Linked DNA regions of Pan troglodytes: region 2 is linked to region 1. The links are chromatin contacts, called in public HiChIP or PLAC-seq maps. All regions are on one chromosome and are shown on one strand. The core of a region is the stretch at or near the end of the contact, and the rest is flanking DNA. Distances in the headings are between cores, read along the strand shown.

Region 1 (3,380 bases), core at 536-3,035:
ATTTCTGTCTCCGTCTTCCCATGGTATTCTCCCTGTATGTCTCTATGTCTAAATTCCCCTCTTCTTATAAGGACACCAGTCATTGGATTAGGGCCCACCTTAAACCAGTTATCATTTTAATTTGATTATATCTGCAAAGATACTACTTCCAAATAAGATCACATTCACAGGTACTAGGGAATTAGAGCTTGAACACATCTTTTTGGAGGACAAAATCCAACCCACCATCTGTTCTCCCACCGCATCTGAGCCCAACATAAACACTGACATAGTAATATAATTATTTCCAGCTCTGTCACCCACCAATAACTTCTCATTTATCTTTGTATCCTAAGTCTCTGGCATACAGTAGTTCCTCAATAAAAGTTGAACAATCTGTAAAATGCTTCCTTCCCTTAGTCCGTTTCCATTTCAGACTTCCTTTTTTTTCACTACATCACAATTTTCTAACACATTCACACATAAACGTGATCATGATTTGGTAGTTTCTGATCATGTGTAGTACTGAGACACTACTTTTCATCTGTTTTCGGCATTGGCTTCAAATGGATATATAACACAGTCGACACTCTTCAAGTAAACCATGTTTACTAAACTGATATTAAGTATAAAAGTCAGCCAGAAATAACGATAAAATGTCTGCTGCTAACAGCTCACATACTCGGATAAACTCATAGTGAACAGAGGCGTACTCGTATATATACCATCTACATGTTTATAGCAGATGTTAACTGGGGATATCTTTGGGTGCAAATTTCAAGGATGATATAAACGCCAATATAAAAACAAGTCATGCTACTCTATTCGACAGATTAGAAATGGAATGTTTTCCTACCAAAATACAGGAAGCCTTGCAAAAAACCTTTTCCGTCTCGCATTGCTCTGAAGCCATACAGATAAGAGACGCGGTGTTTTTACCAACTGCCCCATGCAAAAAACACATACTACACACACACTGCTTTCTTCTCTGTCCATAAACAGAGAAAACACCGAAGAAAGCAGTATTAAAATTACACGTAATCTACTCTCCACGACTGCGAGAAACACCGTCTTTCTGGGTGCTTTCCATTGACACCCGCCCGCGGTCAACTCTGCCCAGTTGGAAAAATCATTAGGAAAAAGAGGATTAAGTTTCCCAATGCTAAGAACGCTGGAGACAAAGGGTCCTTTGTGGCAAATAGGAAACTGCGGAGGAGCAGAAAACCAGAAGAAAGGCGTTAGGGTGGCGTCAAGAAGTGGAAACCTTGTTTAAAAACTCAGGAGGGGTGGAGGGCGCCGCTCTCGCCGAGGGCTCCGCCTGGGGAGGGGTCTGGTGCCGCCACTGGAGAGCAGGAAGGCCAGCGGCCTTGCAAAAAGGGCCAAGGCTCCCCCGAAACGCCGCTCCACCCACACCCCAAGGGACGAAGAGAGCGGTCGATCGCCTCCCGAACCGGAGAGGCGGGAAGGGTGGTGAGGCCGTTCCCCAACGGCGCGCGGAAGGCGCAGCCCCAGGCTTGACCGGAACGGAGGTGGCAACCCCACCACACGACGAGCGAGCCGGGGACCGCGATGTACCTTTAACGCCCGCCATGTCTCCCGAGCTGGGGCCGCGGCTGCTTCCGGCTTCCTGCCACGGCCCGGGCAGCCTGCGCAAGCCAGACCGGGAGTCGCCCCGCGGATCCCGAGCCCGCCCCGGCCACGCAGAGCCCCGCCCCCGCCGGTGCAGAACTCCGACCTTAGCTCGCAAACGCCGCGCCTGCTGCTCCAGACCCCGCCCCCACCACTCAGAACCCCGCCCCCGCCGGTGCAGAACCCCGCCCCCAGCTCGCAGAGGCCGCGCCTGATAGTTCAGACCCCGCCTCGCTACTCAGAGCCCCGCCCCTGACAGTACAGAGCTCCTCCCCTACCTCGCGGAGGCAGCGCCTGCGGCTCCAGACCTCGCTACCGCTACTCAAAGCCCCGCCCCAGACAATGCAGAGCTCCTCCCCTAGCTCGCGGAGGCCTCCCCCTGCCTGTCCCGCCCCAGCCCTCACCTGCCCAGAATTCCGCCCCCAACTCTCAGAGGCCGTCCCTGCTGGTCCCGACCCCGCCTCCGCCACCCAGAACTCCGCTTCTGCCAGTCTAGAACTCCGCCCCCAGCTCGCAGAGTCCATCTCCAGCCCCAAGGTCCCACCTGGTCCCACAGAGCTTTCCCAGAGTAACCCCAACCCAGTGCCCTGGGCCCTCCTCCTAGATCCTGAGCCCTCCAAGTAATCCTCAAGCCCGTTCAATGTGGGTTGGGACCTTGGCTCCGCCCCGACCGCGGGCCCAGAGTCTCTCCCCGGCCTCTCAGAACGCAGTGCACGCAGCGGGGGATCCTCCCTGAGCCTTCCTGAGAACGGAGATGTAGAAAGGGAGGAGAGGCAGGAGAGGGAAGGAGGGGAAAAGTTGCAATCGATGGGAGAGGGACACCGACTCACTAACCAGTGTTATGTTCCCTGAGCTCCCAAGTGCGTGCTAGTGTGCGAGTGTGTGCCTGTCTGCCTTCACATGACTGTGGCAGAGGAGAGGCGGGGTACCAGAGGACAGGCCCCTTAGGAAACACTCCTCGTTAAGAACTTGATATTTGCATAGGTTTGCTTTGCTTAATAGCAACGCTTTACTGAAACTAGCGGGGTTTTTCTTTACTCCCTGGTTTATTTATAGAGACGAAGACCATATAAGCTTTTGTGTCCGAAGCTTTCATGAACCTTAAAAAAAAATAATTTAAAAAAAAGCTATTATTTTTGTGCCTTGGGGCCTCAAAGTTTGCAGGTAACCAAGGCCAGTTTTTAGATCTCTGAGAGCCATTGTGTACTTATCTTACTCACAGGAATGGAGAGTTCTGTTTTGGCAAAAGCAATCTAGAAGATCATTGAAACAGTCTGGTCCAAATGCTTCATCTTACATTTAAGGAAAGAGGAGCAGAAAGGATAGGACTTGCCTGTCACACAGCTCTTTGGAGGAGGCTGGATTCTGGGCCACTTCCCCTCATTCTAGCTGAGATCCACTCTACCTGATGGTGCGGTCCCTCGTCTCTTGCTTTTTCTCAGTTTTCAAAAGGACTGAAAGACAAAGGAATCTGTGGAAACCTAGCTTCCCCTGGCTACCTGAGAAGTATAAATTCTCGCCACCATCATGTGTCGTGATCCTTGCTCAGTTTACTTTTTCAAAATTGCACATTGAGCATGTTACTGTTTCAAGAAATGTCTATTTGTTGATTCAGTGGAGTATTTTTCTAGCTGTCAGTTTATTTTTCTAGCTCCTCTCATTTCTCCTCATAGATGGATGGCACACTCACTGAAAACAGCATTGTAATACCTGACTCACTGCGGATGCTTGGAGATCCAATACTACAGTACAGCACTTTTTACTTTGGAGCC
Region 2 (3,301 bases), core at 73-2,572, 350 kb after region 1:
GTGCCGTACGCTGATCTGTGAAAGGCACCAGAAAATAAATGTAAAAACCATACAGTGGATGCACAAAGGGGAGAGTGGTCAACTCTGTGAATCTAATAAAAATAATTCACAATAAGCACATAGCGATGTTCCGTGAGTCCCGTCCCCACCCCATCCTCTATAGCCAACCCCTAAGAGAAACGACAGGTGAGCAGGGCGCAATCCAAGCTGGGCTCTAATTAAATGTGTGCCCTAGAGCAACTCCTAGCACTACTCAGAGCCTCCGTTTCTCTCCCTGTAAAAGCCAGGAACCCTGCTCAACTATGAAGTCCATTTCTGCTCTGAATTAAGAAATAGAGGAAAAAAAAAAAAAAACCAGAAAGGAAACTCACGAAAAACAAAAGTGAAAGTGCCTGAAGGGAACCCAGTAGTAAACAAGAGTACAAAATTCTGTATCTCACCGGAAAACAGTGGCAGAGTTCCCAAATATTTTTTTTTTCAGCAACTGTGAACTTCGGAAAGAATGAAATGTCTACCACTCCCTTTGAATGTGAAAAGATCAGTGTAACACGAATCCACCTTGCTCTATGCAACTGTCTTCTGAAACAATCCTCTGACCCTGAACACCACTTATTTAAATAAACGGTTCTTAAATCAATCAATCCGTAGTGAATGGTCCATCCCCACAAAACCAATCCCCATTGAAGACCACACCAAGGTGTGCCCCACTTTGGGAAAAGGGGGAAAGCGGGGGTAGAGAAAGAGGGGAAGGATTGGAACCAACATTAGATTGTGCCTGGTGTTGCCACGCGGTTGTCATAAACAACAGCGTCGAAGCAAACTGTTTTAAAACTTAGAAAATACGGCGGCCTTTAAACTCTATTATGTCCCTGCTCATGGCAATAGTGGGACTTCTCTGAACGTAGCCCACAACGGTACAGCCGCCCGGGAGGGAAAGCGAGCTCTGGGGCGGACAGGCGAGTGAAGGCAGCCAGAGGAGGGGAGCAGGCTGACAGCTCCCCCAGCTTCCGCGGCGCGTGGGGGGGCCAGGACGGGCGACCGCCACAATCAGAGGGTGCGAGCTGGACCCACCGGAGCCACTGGTCTCCAGGGTGGGAGGATGGATGCTGCCTGTCCGCTGCCGGAGCCTCCTTTCTCCCAGCAGAGGAGGGAGGGCGCGCGCACGTACACACACTCTCACACACACACACGCACGCACACACATCCTTCCCCTAGAGTTGTGTCTCGTCTCCCTTTTGTTTTTCTCCCTTCCCGGTCATGAGACCCGGAAGTTTTTTTTTTTTTTTTTAATCCCGTCTCTCTCCCTTTTCCAACCCCCCCGCCATCTATCACATGGCAGAGATAGAATAAAAACAGAAAAATGGCGACGGTCACGTTGTGGCGAGCCTTGCTGCGTCATTAGATAATCCTCATGCAAATAGCGGGAAGAACAAAGGAAGGGGGGCCCGGGACCCCCGGGGGCGCAGGTGGGTGTGGGGGCGGCGGCCGGGCGCGGGGGCGGCGGGACGCGCGGGGCCGAGCGCCCGCGGGAGGCGTGAGGCGGGAGGCGGGAGGCGGGCTGCGTGGGGCGTGCGGCCGCGCGGGGCTCGGGGCGCAGAGTGTGGACGTCCGAGTGCGCGCCCGTGCGCCGCCGTGGAGCGCTGGCTGCTGCGCTCCCGGCCCCGTCTCGCGGCGCGTCGGAGCCGGCCTGGGGGCGCGGGAAGCCGTGGGGCGCACAGAGCGGCTCCGGCGAGGCTGGCCGCGGCGCACACGCACACGCAGCCGTGGGGCTCGGCCCGCTAGGCATCCGCACTGGGGTCTGGGGGCGGGCCAGGCGGCGCCGGGGGCCGAGGGCGCGCCACTGCCCAGCGCCTAGCGCCTGCCTTCAGCCTCCTCCGGGGACCGCACGCAGTTCGCCACCTCGGGGTAGGCGGCGGGGCGCGGGGGCGGCGGCGCGGGGCGGGCCGGGCCGGGCCTCCGCACTCCGGGACCGACTCCGAGGGTGTTGCCGGACTGGGTTTGTTGTTGTTAGCGCGTGCGTGTGTTTTTCCCGAGGGGTAGCGGGGCGACCTCGCCCATGGGCATTTCCGCGGTTTTGCGCGGCCCTCGCTGGGGTGTCAGTGGCAACGCGGGGAGCCCCGGGCGCCCGGCTCGGCCCCCGGAGGGGAGCGGCGCGGAGGGGCGGGGTGTGTGTGTAAATGTTGCGCACTCGCTTTTCCCCCGCCCCCGCCCGCGTCCAGGGTGCTGGCGTGGGTCCCTCGCCGTCCGGCGGCGACTGTAAATAGAGCCTGGATGTTGTTTACATGAAGGATCCGGCGGGAGGAGTCTAAGAGGAGGAGGCGGCGGTGCCGGAGGAGGAGGAGGGAGGGAGGAGAGAGGAAGACCGGAGTCCCCGCGGCGGCGGCGGTCGGGAGAGAGGGCGAGCCCCGCGCGGCGCCGGGGACCGGGCGCTACCACGAGGCCGGGACGCTGGAGTCTGGGGTAGGAGGGAGAACGGGCACGGGGCGGGAAGAGGGGTCCGTCAGTGGCATTTTTAGCTTGCACCCTGCCACGCAGATTCTCCCCGGCCGGAGGGGAGGAGGGTGGAGGGAGGGCGGGGAAGCCTCGGTTTCTCTGCACGTTCGGGAACGCCTTCTCCCCCTTCATTCTCCCATTCCCAGTGTTTTCCCGCTTCTACCCGGGCTCACCTGTTTATTTCCGTCAGCTAGAGCTCGTGGTTTTTTAATATAGGCATGAGAGTCTGTTTCTTTTATTAGAAACATTATTGGGGAGAGGGGTGCTTTGCTGTTATTTGTGCTGGTCCAGGTCGGTTTTCAGGAAGGGGGAGGGGACTTGGCGGAGACGCCGGCTCCTGGCCGCAGCTGACCCCAGGGCTTCTCCCTGCCTTCCTGTGCGAGGAATTCTTTCCCTCACTCTGCTACCCGCACGCCAGCTGCCACCTTCCTGGAGAAAGACCACACCTGTGCTTATCCCTGCTTTGAAGGAGAGGTGAGCTGAGAAACCAGGGAATCCCCTGCTCTCCAGGGTTCTTAGTTAGTCCCCTCCGCAATCCCAGCATTGGCCAAAAATTGCTGCTTTCACCTGCTGATTTCATTTGGCATGTCTGTCCCCAGCCCCCCTTTCCCCCGGCAAGTTGTGATCTGCAGATGTTTTGGGATTTTCTCTTCCCTCTGGACCTGTCCCTCACCAACCAGCAAATAGCTCCTGGGCCTAGGTTGAGGGAGAGAGAGAAGTGACCCCCTTTGGCCAGTGCGCTGTTTTTTATTCCCCTCTGGGTCTTCTAATGGAATCTGCTGTCCCTCCGTAGCCCCCTTTATTTTCC

Evidence for each region. HiChIP or PLAC-seq counts read pairs in DNA pulled down with a chosen protein or histone mark.
Region 2: an H3K4me3 HiChIP or PLAC-seq map of stem cell-derived excitatory neurons shows a contact between it and region 1, with 10 times the contacts expected there. The contact joins the promoter of JAK1 here to the promoter of LEPROT in region 1. A contact is called at or near these places in 2 of 7 Hi-C or Micro-C datasets (induced pluripotent stem cells and stem cell-derived neural progenitor cells) and 1 of 1 datasets of contacts at active chromatin or transcription factors (stem cell-derived excitatory neurons).

Annotation. Positions count from the first base shown.
Region 1 is chr1:165,574,302-165,577,681 of NHGRI_mPanTro3-v2.0_pri, forward strand. It overlaps LEPROT (leptin receptor overlapping transcript), which reads right to left and starts at 1,786. Exons shown (of 4, transcript XM_009459949.5): 1 at 1,555-1,786. The coding sequence starts at 1,570. LEPR (leptin receptor) reads right to left here and starts at 1,573. Exons shown (of 20, transcript XM_001161937.6): 1 at 1,555-1,573.
Region 2 is chr1:165,926,863-165,930,163 of NHGRI_mPanTro3-v2.0_pri, forward strand. It overlaps JAK1 (Janus kinase 1), which reads left to right and starts at 1,323. Exons shown (of 26, transcript XM_063801056.1): 1 at 1,323-1,466; 2 at 2,289-2,460.